Regions from separate parts of the Gossypium hirsutum genome. Here region 2 is linked to region 1. Evidence: chromatin contacts called from public Hi-C data. All regions are on one chromosome and are shown on one strand. Each heading gives the region's core, a stretch centred on a gene start, on an enhancer-like site or on the middle of the called end of the contact. The rest is flanking DNA. Distances are from core to core; before and after follow the strand shown. Region 1 holds the start of LOC107952130 (ABSCISIC ACID-INSENSITIVE 5-like protein 5). Region 2 holds the start of LOC107923113 (protein DCL homolog, chloroplastic).

Region 1 (2,700 bases), core at 3-2,502:
ACCATTAGGTGGTCCCTGATCCCCCATCCCAGTAATTCCCCCTCTATTTCCAGGACTCCCCAACTGACCACCACTTTGTAAAGGCATCTGAAATCCAAATCCTACAGCAGGTTGCCTAGGAAAAATTGGTTGTTGCTGCAGATGCTGAGGTAACTGGTGCTGGTTTGATTTAACCCCATTAACATTCAAAGGCAAATTAGAAGCCTGAAAACCAACTTCAGAAAGCCTATTTCCCATGAAATTTGGAGTTCTACCACCTTGTTGAAATCCATCAAAGAACCCTCCATTAACATTATTATCCTTCCCAGCAAATTGGGTGCCCTCTCTTACCACACCAGCCTTCACCAAGAACTCTTCCAAAGTCATCTCCCCTAATGTTTGCTGCCTTTGGGGCACATGATTTGTCCCTGCCGCAGTTCCAATCCCATCTTTCCCTATTGAATACTCCTTTGAAATATCTTTCCAAACCTCATCAACAGTCTTCTGGCTTAGCGTCCTTGGCAAAGTCAAAGACCCTTGCCTTTGTAGCCCTCCATATGCGTCCAGGCCACCACTGTAAGAAGCCATTGTTTGAGTTTCTTCAGCACTCCAAATGTTCTTCAACAACTCATCCATGTTCATAGACCCAAAATATTTGCCTATTCCACCCATAGAGCTTTGAAACTCATCAAAGGTTAGAGAATAGATCGATGGCTGTCTACTTAACAGAGTATTCCCACCGCCGTCAGCTGGTAGTGGTTGGTTACTTCCAAAGTTCTTCAACTTCATGTTAGCCGCCATTCAAATCTGGATAAAACAGTGTTAACAAATTTGGCCCCAAAATTAAAGCTTTCTATGTTTTTTTTTCCAAAATTTGGGACTTTCAGGTTTTCTATAAAAACCCTTTCAATCAAGATCAGAAAAACTAAGAAGAAAAATCAAAACATAAACATAAAAATGGAATGTGAAAAACATAAACTTTTTCTTTGGTTAAGAAAAAAACCACCCAAATCCCAAACACACAAACACAATAAACACGGCAAATTAGTTTATTAATTCTCCAAAAACAACACATAAACGACAGCAGAGAGCAGTATGGGCAAGAACTAGACAATTTTTTAAGCAAGAGCTAGAGAGATAAAATAAAAGGTTTTTAACCTTTTCGGGACAGCGTTTAGTTTGAATTCTTCTTTCTTCTGGCAACTTAGGGGACTTCGAGCAAGCGCCAAGTGTGCCTTTGTCCCTTTATTTTTTAGTTAAGACATTAAATAAATAGAGAGTATTTTTTACAGTGAGCTTGATTTTTTAATAATTTTGGTGGGCCAGCTGGAGTGGGGAAATGTGGACCAAAGAGAAAGGGTTGGCTGCGGTGATGTGAGATTTGGACCGTCCACGTTGAGTGTAGGGAACGGTAGTGATTGTTTGAATTTTATTGGTTTGGAATTTTTAGTGGCTTCGTTGGTTAGAATAGCGTCATAGCGCCAAATAGATAAATGCTGAAGAGAGTGAATTAGGGGCATTTTGGTCTAAAGCATAATCTTTGTTTCACATTTATACGTTTTTCATACAACCTGATAAAAGGCCAATGATCTTGGATAATTATATGCCTGCGGCTCAGACCTACTATTCTACTTTTGTGCGGGTTTCGTTTTGACAAAGATGCCCTTAATCCTTTTTCTTATTTATTTAAACTACATTAAGATGACCTTGTTAGTAATTTTTCTATTAATCATTGAATTATAAAATAATTAATAACGCTATTGAAGCATTTTGATCATCCGTTCGGCCGGGCGGAAAAAATAGCTTAATTTTTTATTCAATTTCGACTTGTATAAAAATGTTAAAATTTAGACCCGGCATGTTTGTGTTAATTTTTTTAATTTAAAAAATATAATATATCAAATATACTAAAAAATATTAAAATAAATATTTCCCAACAAATTAAAAATAAATTAAAAAAGTCTTTATATTTAAATAACACTGAGATAAGTGCAACTTAATAAGCAAATATATCTAAAATAATAGTAAAATTAATAATAAAACAAGTGTTATATAATATTCAAATATTAAGAACAAAATAGTAGTAACATAATAGTGAAATCATAGTAAAACAATGGCAATAAGTGAGAAAACGATGACAAAATATGAAAAAACAGCAAAAAATTTTTATTACAAATTTGCATCAAGTTGGGCTTGAGCTAAAAAAATTTTATCCAAAACTTAAACTATTTTCTAAACGGATCTTATTTTTTTCTCAAATCTACTTTTTAAATATATATTTTTATTTAAATTCTCTTATTTTTTAAACAGAACTTTAAACCCAATAAGTCACCCGGTCATGAACAATTTTATATGGGACATTATTTTTTTGGTTTAAATTTAAGGTATTCCCAAGTCATATTAGACTTTAGACAAATTCCCATCGGGCTAAGAGTGTGAAAGGTAAATCCTTTCTAGTAAATGTGTTTCTCAAATTTTAAATGTGTTTTCTCATCACTTCAACTAATAACTTATTAGTAACCACGTCGCACATTTACTCAACATTAAATAGAATTAAAATCTAATTTGAACTTAAATTATAAATAAAAATCAGTTTGATAATTTTAAAAAAAATTAAAGATAATTTCAAAACAAAATAAAAAATATAACAGAATTCTAAATTTTTTTGAAAAATCAATTTATTTTTAAATTATAAAAAATGTTCTTATATTATAATTATGC
Region 2 (2,700 bases), core at 168-2,667, 760 kb after region 1:
TTAAAAATTTCATCCATTTGTATTGTAAAAAATTGATGTGATTGACAAAATAATCAAAAAGTGACATGTAGTGTGCCATGTGTACCTCATGTTGGCATATAGGGACTAGCTTTTAACAATAAGATGGATGTAATTTTTAACAGAAGGACCAATTTACTTTTTTTATCTAATATACAAGACTATTTTACCCTTTTTTGAATAAAAGAGATAAAATGTAATAAAACTCTTAATACAAAAACCTTCATAATAATTTTACCATGTAAATTTCAACCATCACTAATGTGTGATAAAGTTAATATTACATTTTTGCTTTGTGCATAGGGGTGTACGTAAAGGTCATCCTTCCAGTCAAAATGAAAAAAAAATTGAGATAATTGCAATTGACTAGTTTAATCTGTAAATCAAATTTGATATTAAATTTTACAAAATTGAGTTGAATAAAAAAGTTTAAGTCTATTCGAAGATTTAATGATATTTAAGTATGATGAAGCATGTTGTATAAAATGTTACATGACTTAAAGTTCATTAACACTTGAAAATGACAAAAAAAAAAGAAGAAAAAAACTAATTACACAACATAAATGAAAATCATTTGATAAAAAGTAAAAAACCTACATGATTTGGGGATCCACTTAAAAAAGTTTCATTATAATCACAACATCACGACCTTTAGCTATCTTAATAATAAGTAAATGACTACTTTTAGCCATCAACGAAGTAATTTAAAAATATTTAGAGAGATTTTATAAATTTCAAAATTTAAAAAAAAATTGGTTAGGCTATAGATAAAAAAGCTGTACAGGCTAAATGAATAATAGGAAGGTTCGAAACCAATATTTTGAAGCCCTTTAGTTATTTTCTTTCAAGAATTGATAAAATTAAATTATATTATTTATATTATTCAAAACCTTAAATAATTCATATTTAAGACCTCAATGTTAAACTTATTTTTTAAAGAAAATATAATAAATTATCTAATATTTTGTTTGATTGTATATCCCATAATTTATAATTTCAATAGCTAGATTTCAGATTATTTATAATTTGTAATTTTTATGAATCCTAACTTTTTAAAATATATTTGCAAACACATAATATTATTTAAATCTAAAAGGTTAAAAATATATATTTTTTCAAATTAAAATTAAAATAAAACTTTATCAGTAATATTAAAACTAAATAATTTAAAAAAATTAAAATAAAAATTCTCTATACATTTTAAAATACAATATTAGAATATTTTATCACAAGTTTTATTCATTTTAAAAGGTTGTTTAATTATTGTTTATAAATTTTTTAATAAAATATTTTAAACAATTAAATAAAAAATAACTTATCGAAATTTAAATAATTTACCTAAGTTTAAAGTAATGTTATTGATTATGAAATATTTTTAATTATTATAGTTCCTTGATCAACCAGTCCAAAAAGTCTACCCTCAAAGAAATTTTAAAAAATATTAATGGGCTTAGCTGGACATATATCACCCTTTTTCTATCAGCTAATATAATCCTTTCCAATGCCAAAACAGTAATGCGACCGTTAACTCACTGACTCAGTTCACTCGTTATGGCTTCATTTCTCAAGCCATCACCGTCCAACTTTCACCTTACCTTTATCCCTATCTCTTTTTCTTCCTCCTCTGTTATCTTATCTTCTCCGTTGTACCAAACAACGTCGCTCCGCGTTCGTTTTTGCGCGCTGACGACCGACCCCGACGGCGGGAGAACCGCGAGCCAGGAATCTTCCGGCGCTGATTTGTTAAGGAAGCCGAGTATAGTTCCAGATGAGGAAAGTGGCGGAATTTCGGAGGAAGAGGATGGTAGTAAGGAAAAAGGAAATAGAGGTGAATGGATTGATTGGGAAGACAGGATTTTACGGGACACTGTTCCTCTCGTTGGTTTCGTTAGAATGATTCTTCATTCTGGAAAGTAAGTAATTCAATTTGTTGCCTTTTTAAAAAAGAAATTATCTAATTATATAATACTTCCTTTTATTGTAAATTTGTAAATTTATTGCAGGTATGGAAGTGGAGATAGATTGAGTCCAGAGCACGAAAAGAGTATTCTGGAGAGGTTGCTTCCTTACCATCCAGAGTCTGAGAAGAAAATCGGATGTGGAATTGATTACATTACTGTATGTTTCTGTACCTTATCTGCATTTTGCCCACTGGAATTTATAAATAATTAGAAGCTTGAATTTAACAATTTAAATAAATTATACTAATATTTCTTTTTAGGATTTTCAGAATTTTTTTCCGATTTAATTAGTTGCATAATTTAGTGTAAGTTCTAACGTGACCTTTTTTCCCCCCTGAAAGGACTAGACGAAATCAAGTTGCATCAATATAAATTTAAATACTAAAATTCGGGCTCAAATCTAGTCATGCAGTAAAACTGAAGGAGTGAAGGGACAGGCTTTTAGAAATGCGGGTGAGAGTCCCCTACCTAGTAGAAGAAGTTGCTGCCTTGTAGGATTTCAATTTAGGCTGGAGATATTTGGCAGGTTTGGAGTCTGTACTGATGGCAATATTCCCCATTCCACCCCCATCGCCGTCCTGTTTCCCCTTTTGTCTTGTTAGCTCATTGCTATAGTGGAAGCAAAATAGGCTGCAATTGTACTTGCTCAAAGCTTTTTGTATTATGTGAGGGTTAGAGCTGACATTCTGTTTTTGTATTATGTAATGTTGTTTTACGTCTC

Evidence for each region. Hi-C and Micro-C count contacts between places; a contact is called where the count stands out from the background.
Region 2: a contact with region 1 is called in a Hi-C map of leaf, with 2.3 times the contacts expected there. The contact joins the promoter of LOC107923113 here to the promoter of LOC107952130 in region 1. A contact is called at or near these places in 2 of 34 Hi-C or Micro-C datasets (both in leaf).

What each region holds. Positions count from the first base shown.
Region 1 is chrA03:32,275,195-32,277,894 of Gossypium_hirsutum_v2.1, forward strand. It overlaps LOC107952130 (ABSCISIC ACID-INSENSITIVE 5-like protein 5), which reads right to left and starts at 1,253. Exons shown (of 4, transcript XM_016887409.2): 1 at 1,138-1,253; 2 at 1-786. The coding sequence starts at 780.
Region 2 is chrA03:33,034,129-33,036,828 of Gossypium_hirsutum_v2.1, forward strand. It overlaps LOC107923113 (protein DCL homolog, chloroplastic), which reads left to right and starts at 1,418. Exons shown (of 3, transcript XM_016853326.2): 1 at 1,418-1,931; 2 at 2,022-2,136; 3 at 2,392-2,700. The coding sequence starts at 1,570. The coding sequence ends at 2,394.